Linked DNA regions of Mus musculus: regions 1 and 3 are each linked to region 2. The links are chromatin contacts, called in public promoter capture Hi-C maps. All regions are on one chromosome and are shown on one strand. The core of a region is the stretch at or near the end of the contact, and the rest is flanking DNA. Distances in the headings are between cores, read along the strand shown.

Region 1 (2,945 bases), core at 211-2,710, 1.1 Mb before region 2:
AATAGCCTGTGGCAGGGATCCATCCAGGATGGAGACAAATTCTGCAGGACCTTACACAAGCCCACATTCCTTCCACACGTGGCGCATGCAGGAAGGCTTGAAGGCAGGAAGCACAGAGACCATCTTAGTCTGAGCTGATGAAAAGAAGCTGTCAGGGGATTCATGTGTGTACTTTAAAATGCTTTGCCTCCAGAAACCAAGTGTTATGGCGCTGGAGATGGTCAGAACATTTACATGAGGCTTGAAATCGCCAAGCTTCAGCCTCAGCTAATATTCCCCGGGGGCTGGGCTGGCCCTCTTCCATCTTCAAGATGATTCAGGTTTCCTGGAGAACAAAATGATCCTCTAATGCCTCATCTCTCCTCGCTGACAGATGGTTTCAGATGTATCAAAGTGCTAATCCTTGCTGAGGTATAGGTCTCCAGGAAGGAGTGTGGCTTTTAGAATGATAGGACCTGAATGATTAAGGAGGAAAATGACTCCCCGGACACTCGCCATTGTCATGTGAGCAGCCAGCTTAAAAATGAAGGAAACCAGCAGAATCTAAAAAAAAAAAAAACGATTTGAGGAAAAACTCAGAACCCAGGTTAACAGTTTAGCTTTGAAATATTTCCGCTCCAAGACATCTTAGGGATTGGCAATGATGCACCATAAAAACACCTTTCAACTCAGAATGATCAAAGCTCTCCACTATAGCACCATCTCAGCCTGGGTGGATGGAGCGGGGCTCTGCGGACAGACGCCTGGGTTGGAACATTTCCCTCACCACTTACTAGCTGTGTGACCTCCATCTGTAAAATGGGTAGCATCTACCCCAAGGGAAGCCCGTGCAAATTCAACGACTCGGTATATGCTTAACCCAAAACATTAAATCTTCAGTATATCAGTATATACTGTGTGTGAACTAGTGTTAGTGTTGACCTGCTGTGTGTAGGCTGCTTTCATACACATCACCTCTGTGACCCCTAAGATGCTCACAGTTTTGTTGCTGATCCTGCAAAAGATATGTAGAGCCTCAACATTGAAGGTCAGAGGTGGGGCCCCTTGTCCGTGGTCACCGGGCTGCACTGGGCGAGCCTGGAACCCGGGTAGCCTCACTCCCAAGTCCACATCCTTCCTCAGCACTCCTTGAACAGATAGGGTAGGGGCTTAAGGGCTTCGGGGTAGCGCTGGGAGCAGCCACTGCGCGGGGTCAGAGGTCACTCACGGTATTCCTCCAGCCGCATAAGGGGCCGGAAGTAGATGGGATAGAAGGCGGCGCCGACCATGGAGATGAAGCCTCCGAATATGAGCGCGGTGCGCAGGTTCCGGGCCGCTGCCATGGAGAGAAAGGGGGCAGCAGAGCCGGCGAAGGCCCCCGCACGTTTGGAAACTCGATTCCCGGCCTCAAGGTCGCGACCCAGCTCGGAAGAGGCGGAGCAGAGCTCGCTTCCGGGATCGGAGTGCAGGGAGGAGCCTCTGAGCTCGGAGGCGGGGCCTGGGCGCCTCTTAGTGGGGCGGGGTCATCCGAGGAAGGGCGCGGCATAAGGCGGGGCCTCAAACCAAGACCCGCCTCCTCGCCCTCCGGCTGCCATCGTGGAGGCCGAGACACTGGTGGCTTGTGCTGACTTGTATTTGGCTACACTCCTTTCTCGTGCCCTCTTTTTGACCTCTTACTGGCCCCGGGTCTGGGTCCTTCCTTCTCTGCTCCAATTACCACCTTCTGTCTTACTCTTCTGTTCCCAACAACTCTTTCTTACCCTTCCCCCTCATTAATGTGACATTTGGTGACTGGTGAGGCTAGAAGCCTCTGAAAGACTGGGCCTCCCTCTTTGAAAGCTGTGTGTGGGCATGAGCCACAAAGGAGCAAATCACCTGGTTCGAATGGTTTGCAAGGTATTTGCAAAATTAGTCACTGAGTCTTCTGACCCAAGACAGCCTTTCCTGGAGGGTGTTTGAGCACAGTAAGTGATCTAACTTTGATCCCTTGTCCTCTTTGCTCTCCATATTGTGTGTGCTGGGTTATGGGGGGAATTATACAGGGGTTTCAGAAAGTAGACAGGGATTCCCAAAACTAATCGAGGGCTGCAAACAAAAACTATTAAAATCTAGGAACAGCACAGAGTCAGTGGCAGGTCCCTAGGGCTCTGGCTCTTTGCCTGGGGCACAGCCTCTGAAGACTGACACCTGTTCCCTCATCCCGCCATGCTTGTGGGGATTGCTTTCCCCCACCTCTGCACCTGTTCTCCTTTACAGAGCCTGAGTCAGAAGATATGATCTCCTCAGGGGGCTGGGCAGCTAAGACCAACATTCCTTGGGCCTTCGCTCAATCCCTTAGAAATAGAAATGACACCAGTAGCGAGTCTGGGCTGCACAGAAGGTATTTATCTTGACCCCAGCAACATTATTTAGTCCAGAGAAGATCTGCAATCTCTCAGAAATGATGTGGTGAACACAGGTCTTTTCCTCTGTAGTTTTGTAGTCGAATCAAGATTCCATCTACCTCTGACTCTAGCAGCATATAAATCAGTCGTTCAATCTGTCAGCAGATTTATGGACTATCTGGCTAGGCCCCCCGAACAGCAGGCAAAGTGCTAAGGGGGACACGAGATGAATGAGACATGACCTCTGCACTCCAGGATCCTACCACGGAACAAATACATGAAACGATAACTAATCCCGGATGCCGCCTGTTGCCGATGACTGATGCAGTCCCACGGGCAACCGAAGTACAGGGAGGAAGACAAATGACTGTGCAGTAAGATGGCTGCTCCTCAGGCCCCCTCAGGAACTTGTTAGGTAAGGAGACAAGGCTGCACAGCAAAGAGGGAACGTGTGATACATGAATTAAACACAGGAAGGAAGATTCCCCAATAGTGTACGCTTGTTATCTTAGCAGTAGACGATCCATCTTCAAATGTCTTTGGGGAGTAGCTCCTCCCCCACTCTTGATAGACAAGTGGATC
Region 2 (3,195 bases), core at 514-3,013:
GCTTACAGGTTCAGAGGTTCAGTCAATTATCATCAAGGCGGGAACATGGCAGCATCCAGGCAGGCATGGGGCAAGAGGAGCTAAGAGTTCTATATCCTCATTTGAAGGCTGCTAGCAGACTACTGGCTTTCAGGCAGCTGGGATGAGGGTCTTAACACCCACACCCACAGTGACACACCGACTCCAACAGGGCCACACCTTCTAAACCACTCCCCAAGCCAAGCATATAAAAACCATCACATCCTCATTAGCCTATATCGGAGAGGTAACTTGCATGAGCTCATCACAGGAATGACCCATTAATACACATTTTGGAGGGAAGAGGATGATCATGGGGGTTTACAAGGCTCAAGACTCTGCACAAGAACTTCAAGAGGACCCTCCTGTCTAGGAACTATAACAAGGAATACAACTGACAGGGGTGGAATTCTTCAGTAATGTAGGTACCTGAAAGATGCTCACAGGACTTTTCAGTGGCTCGTGTGTGTGTGTGTGTGTGTGTGTGTGTGCGCTCGAGTGCATGTGGGGGGGGGGGGAGGAGGGGGGAGAGGGAAGGAGTGAGGGAGGGAGAAAGACAGAGAGAGTCACTATATAGTTCTGGCTGTCCTGGAACTCACTACGTAAAACAAACTGACTCTGAACTCATAGAAATCTGCTTGGCTCTGCCCTCAGGAGTGCTGGGATTAAAGGTACTCACTACCATATCTAGCCTAACAGGTTGTCAATGTACATTTAGACAGTTGTGTTGGATATTGTGAAAGTTACAATATCATCTGTTGTGTTTCTGTTGTATTTAATCTTAGAGATTATCCTTCTGAGAATTTTCGAGGGACTAGAGCCAAGGAGCAGCAAAGGAGAGTCTTGACATGAAGTGATACCCTGTATTTGGGCTGATCCTTAGACCTCTTTCGCCCACACTTCTGGAAATGAATGTAATTGAGTATGCACAATGGCTGAAGGGAGAAAGATACACAACCTCTTAAGTGTCACCTTGCCTCAACAACTTGCCATTACAGTGGAGTCTTAATGGATGAGCTATTTGTTGATTTCCTTCAGTCCAGGTAACCATGTCTATAAAATGTCTTTCAGGGTTCACTCTACTAAGGAGCACAGCAACTAGGCATGCTGGGGCACGCCTTTAGTCCCAGCACTGGGAGGCAGAGACAGCCTAACCTCTGAATTCCAGGCTAGCCTCTTCTACAGAGCTTGTTTGTGGACAGCCAGAGCCACACAGAGAAACCCTGTCTCAAAAAACCAAACCAAACCAAACCAAACGAGGACAGAGATAGGGCTAATGTCTCTGAGTGCCTAATATGCACTCATATACACACAAACGGAGCAAGATTAGGGCAGAGGATTGGAGGCAAAATACAGTGCCCAGTGCGATTACCTCCAATTTTCTGAACCCTATACAAAACACCTATACCTTGAACAAATAGATGTTATCTGTTCTGGGGTGAATGGACAAAACGAGTCACAGTAATTAAAGTTAACATTTTTTCTCACCGCTACAGGGCATCTGGCGCAACAACTGCAAATTCTCGTTCTGGAGTTATAAATTGTGTCCTGCTTTGCCACTTGCCAGCTGTGTGATCTTGTTTTTCTTATCCTTCCTGAGCTTCATACCCTAAAAGCAAAAAGTATATACACAGCTGGATAGATTTCCTAAACAGGACTAGGCTTTTTCAACTTTCCCAACGAACTCCAGGCGGCAAGTGACAGCTTGAGGCGCGTTTCGGTCCTTAGCAGCAGCTCAGATCAGCTCTCAGAGAGACGCGAGGGGAAAGGGAGGAGCCCGCGGGAACTCAGAGCCATTTCAGCCAATCGCACAGCGGGCGGGACGGGAGTTCCCGCCTCCGGACGGCGTGCGCGCGCACCACGCCGGCACGCCCGCCGCGGAGGCGCGCACGCAGGCCCTGCCCTCGTCGCGGCCGCCATTTTAGCTCCTGGTTCGGGCCGCACGGAGCGGGCTGTGGTGGCGGGAGGGGTGGGGGTCCCCGCGAGTTGAGCCGCGGGCCTCTTGTGCGTGGATCCGGCTGCCGGAGTCTCTCTTCTTCCCTCCTTCCTAAGCGTCCGCTTCTGGGAGTGCGAGGATGTCCAAGAGGCATCGGTTGGACCTGGGGGAGGATTACCCCTCCGGCAAGAAGCGTGCGGGGACCGATGGGTAAGCCAGGCCGGGGCGCGCAGTCGCGGCTCGGGCTTTGTTGGATGGTGGCGGGGAGCAGGCCCGGCTGCCGAGCCTTTGTCTGCCGTCGGCCGGCTGGGGCGCGTGCCGAGTGTGTGCGGCCGGGGCGAGCGGCCTGTGGCGGCCACGAGGCCGCGGAACGGCGGGCGTGCGGAGCGGGCCGCGAGGCCTCGGTGCTCGCGTGAGGCCCGCAGCCGGAACCGGATGGCCAAGGGCACTGCCCCCGTGGGCGGCGGCGGGCGCTGTCTGTTTTGGGGGAGGATAGAGGCGAGCCGACCTCGGGGCGCACTGTTTGGCGGGAGACGAAGGGCCTTCTTCCATTGAGGCACTTCAGGAGAGGCCGTTGCCAACTTCCGCCCTCTGCCTGCCCTCCCGCCATCTCCTTTATTTCCTGCTTTGCTTAAAAGCCGGCTTTGCTTTTAAGTAGCATCACTGGGGTAGGCCTGTGAAAACACGTATTTCCCCCTCCGCTCTGGAAGTTATTTCTATCTCCTCCCCACTTTGGACGCACTTTTCAAAAAAGTGATCTTAAGCGTGTTTGAACAAACAACACCCACGTGCAGATTGAGAAAGGCTTACACCGATTCCTGGTCTGGCATTTTAGTTCCTTTTCTTAGACTTTTCGCAAAGACAGGGCATTTAGCAAGTAAGCAGTTGTATTATCATTTTCCAGTCTTTTCTTTCACAGTTCATACTTAAAATGTACTTTTGTTTATATTCCTACCCTCCCATTTTAATTAGTTGTATGTTTATGCTTCGGCAGTACAGGGATCTGTTGGGTTAATTAAAAAATATATCCACGGAAGTCCAAATGTCCAAAACAGTTGTAGGATTTTATCATTTTCTTATGTCTTGTGACACCGACTCGCTGTCAAGTCAGATGTGTGGTCTCTTGAGTTTTTGTTAACGGAAAGTCCTTTGGGATTGATTTCTAACTACCAGTGTGAGAATAGGTCAGGATAGGATGCGTTCTGTCGCTCTCCTTAGGTTGAAATATTGAATACGGAAAG
Region 3 (3,281 bases), core at 715-3,214, 1.4 Mb before region 2:
ACCACACCCCCAGACTTCACCCAAGCTTTTAACATTACCATAACAATAAGAGCTGAAAACAACTTAATGCTCAAGTAACATAAGGAAGTACCTTTTAAGATAACCAAACTGAAAGCTACCAGTCTTTAGACTGCCCGTAATTAATGTATCCCACAAAGATCCTCAAAGCAGTATTCATCAAACCAAAACTACACTCTGCTCTTTGGCACCTGATTCCCAACGTCGGAATAGGAGTTGCCACACATCCACAGAAGTAAAAATCACAAACTACACACTCAAACTGCAAATTCAAACAACCATAAATGGTAAACTCATTTAAATTATGAAGAAGCAAGCCATTGATCAAATTCCCAAGCCAGATGTCTCCGAAAAGTCATTAAAACTGTAGATACAAATTCCAGGGGAAAAAAAAAAAGATAAACTTCATCAGCCCAACATTCACAAGTTTACAACATCAAAATTCACTCACCTCCTATTCACATCAAACGCACATCCACTGCGAATATCTGAAACTATTCTCCATCACCAACAGGGGGTGGGGTGGGGGGGTGGGAAGTACCTTTGAGCCTACTTCTAACAGTCTTAAAATATACCCTTCCATTAGCCCTCAGGTAACCCAGGTGCAAGGCTACTGCGGATGCCCTTGGCCTGGGGCCGTCAGAAGCCAATGATGGGGACGGCAATAACCATCAAGAAATCGAGATCCTTTTCCAGCGCTACTCTTACCAAGCAAAACAATCACGGGCCCAGAAAGATGGCAAAGAAAAGTGGGGTCGTTTTAATCCCAAGAGAGGGGCGCATAGGGGTGGGTAGGGGTGTGATCCCGAGAGAAATGGGTGCGAAGGAAGAAAGGAGGGGCGCGGAAGGAGCAAACTTAAGTATCTCAAGCATCTCCCAGACTCAAACAACAAAAGCAAACCCTAGAGTCTGTGCGCACTTAGAAGCACCAGATGGAGTCCCCGGGGTTGAGACAGTTCAACAGACAGACACAGTGGGCAGCGGATAAATCAGGCAGTGACGCGAGGGGAAGGGGATGCTAAGAGAATGAGACACTACATAGGGGAGACAAAGCCTTGGGGGGGGGGGGTGAGGACCAAAGAGAAAAAGGTGAGAGGGGATACACACGAGAAAGACAATGGAAGAAAGAGAACGGCAGTAATCTGGTGCCAGGGCTATGGCAGGTCACCCAGCTACTGAAGAGAGGGATACAACAAAGGGGCACGGGAGGAGGGACAGCGGGCGGAGTGGAGGTGCAGACGGGATGCGGGGCGCGCAGCGGCTCCCACAGAGAGCCTAAGGCGGCGAAACAAAGGGCTGGGGGCAGAATCGCGGGGGGCAGCGCACACAGACAAAGCGCTCCGGCGCCCAGGGCAGCGGCTGGGAGGACAGGCGACGCGGGCCACGCACGGGGAACAAAGCTGCGCCGGGATCCCCGCCAGGCCCGCCGAGGGGGGCGCGCGCCGGGCACGGTGCCTACGGCCCCGCGCGCCGGCCGCACTCCGCCCGCAGCCGCCGGCCTCGCCACCGCCCGCCCTCACGCGCCCGGAGCCCGCTCCACCGCGGCGCACGGGCGAGCCCCGCACCGGCCCGCGCCATCGCGTCGCCGCCCCGCGCCGCCTCCCGAGGCCCCGGCGCGCCGCGCGGCCCCGGCCCGCCGCCTGCCGCCGGCGGTCAGACGCCCGCAACTTTCCCGGTTCCCAGCACTCGCTGCCCCCTCAGACTTACCCTGTCACAACAGGCGCCATCTTCCACAAACTCTCGCCAAAACTCCAACCCTCGCGAGATTCCCCCCGCCGCCTTTCCCTGCTCCTCTCCCCCGCCCCTTCCCTCGGCCTCGCCGATCGCTGCCACCCGGCCCCCGCGCCGTCTTTCCCCGCTTCGCCGCCGCCGCCGCCGGGAGCCAGCCGCCTCGCGCCGCCCGCGGACTAAGGGATCTGCTCACTGCCTTTCCCTAGAAACCTACCCCGCCGATGGAGCATGCGCAGGCCGCTCCTCCGCGGACAAGCCCTCCGAGTAGTCCATGGGGAGCGCTCCGGTTATCCGGGTTTTGGGACGCGCCCTCGGGGACGTACGTGGAGACTGAGGAAAACCGGAGGGCATTACTACGGGGACCGGGACTGGAGGGGTCAGGAGGCGGGGCCCCGGGGCCGGGAGGAGGGGTCCTGGGAAAATGCGAGCGTCTCACAGGCCTAGAGGAGACGCCTCCTCGAGTGGGTGTTTTCCAAGTGGCTTCCCGCTCGCCGCGGGTTCCCAGCCTTTTTCATTCATTCCGACGTTCACTGGACACCTCCCTTATGCTAATCTCAGTATCAGGTGCCGGAGCGGCGGAGATCGGGACAGAGCCCCGGTCCCCGGTGACCTGCCAGCGACTGTCTCCATTCATTTGCTCCCGCACGACCCGCACACGCGGCGAGACAGGCGTGATCGCCGCGTGAGCTGACCCTTCCCAAGAGCTCTGCAGGGGAAAAGCATTAGGGGATAAGCTCTGTGCCTTTCGCCGCTTCTCCCCGATGCGAGCTGGGGTCATCCCGAGGTCAGCCTCGCGCAAAGGTGTCCCCCCTAACCCCCCGATGTTCACTTTGCACCCACACGTCAGAGCCCCGAATGGTTGTCCCCAGAGCCACCACTACAAGCCCGGGCACTTGGGAGCGAGCTACCCGCCCAGCTCCGACTGCCTGGGGAACTCATGGCAGCAGCCAGCTTGCAGGATGTAGGTGTGGGTGCAGACGTGTAGGTAACTGCCTAGAAACAGCTCCTCCGGCGGTGGCCCGATGCTGTCGCCCGATGCTTGTCTTGCCTGGGACACCTCTCGGCAGGTGGTGGCCCGAGACCTGTCCCTCCGGTCCCCTACCTGCTGATCCTCCCTGCTCCCCCCCCCCCCCCTTCCCGGCCCTTTGCTTTCCAAGAGATTTCCCAGCTCCTGCATTGCCTGCCTCCCGCAGGGAGCCACAAAAAACCCGGAGAACTGGATCAGCCCGCCCGAGACCCGCTCCGGAGCGCCGCAGGATTGGCGCGGCGCGCTCGCGCCACTGCGCATGTGCGCAATGCGGGCAGCCGGAGTCTCACGCTACACCTCCTCCCGAGCGCCTTCCACCGCTCGGCTCAGACACAACACGGGCCGTGGGAAATTTCCTAAGCCTCGCGAGAACGCGCTCTCCTACCCACCCCGCGGGCGGCTGGGCGTGCGCCCTACATCGCGCAGAGCCGGGGCCCCGACAGGTGTTCGTCCCGTGCGGCTCCCGGGACGCGGAAGGCAGGGTCCGACAGGCGCCCGCGAGGCG

What was found. Promoter capture Hi-C pulls out the DNA fragments that hold promoters and counts their contacts. Capture Hi-C pulls out chosen DNA fragments and counts their contacts.
Region 1: a contact with region 2 is called in a promoter capture Hi-C map of liver, with 2.3 times the contacts expected there. The contact joins the promoter of Smim20 here to the promoter of 9230114K14Rik in region 2. A contact is called at or near these places in 2 of 39 promoter capture datasets (liver and pre-B cells), 4 of 484 Hi-C or Micro-C datasets (CD4 T cells, CD8 T cells and regulatory T cells), 2 of 115 datasets of contacts at active chromatin or transcription factors (large pre-B cells and thymic regulatory T cells) and 1 of 9 other capture datasets (liver).
Region 3: a promoter capture Hi-C map of pre-B cells shows a contact between it and region 2, with 5 times the contacts expected there. The contact joins the promoter of Rbpj here to the promoter of 9230114K14Rik in region 2. A contact is called at or near these places in 2 of 39 promoter capture datasets (the C10 cell line and pre-B cells), 3 of 484 Hi-C or Micro-C datasets (CD4 T cells, erythroblasts and pre-pro-B cells) and 2 of 9 other capture datasets (adipose tissue and liver).

The regions. Positions count from the first base shown.
Region 1 is chr5:53,265,621-53,268,565 of GRCm38.p6, reverse strand. It overlaps Smim20 (small integral membrane protein 20), which reads right to left and starts at 1,460. Exons shown (of 3, transcript NM_001145433.1): 1 at 1,208-1,460. The coding sequence starts at 1,322. Gm40303 (a long non-coding RNA gene) reads left to right here and starts at 1,439. Exons shown (of 2, transcript XR_868423.2): 1 at 1,439-2,778.
Region 2 is chr5:52,189,249-52,192,443 of GRCm38.p6, reverse strand. 9230114K14Rik (RIKEN cDNA 9230114K14 gene) reads right to left here and starts at 1,763. Exons shown (of 4, transcript NR_015537.2): 1 at 1,507-1,763. Dhx15 (DEAH (Asp-Glu-Ala-His) box polypeptide 15) reads left to right here and starts at 1,898. Exons shown (of 14, transcript NM_007839.3): 1 at 1,898-2,164. The coding sequence starts at 2,094.
Region 3 is chr5:53,589,169-53,592,449 of GRCm38.p6, reverse strand. It overlaps Rbpj (recombination signal binding protein for immunoglobulin kappa J region), which reads right to left and starts at 1,964. Exons shown (of 11, transcript NM_001080927.2): 1 at 1,726-1,964. The coding sequence starts at 1,745.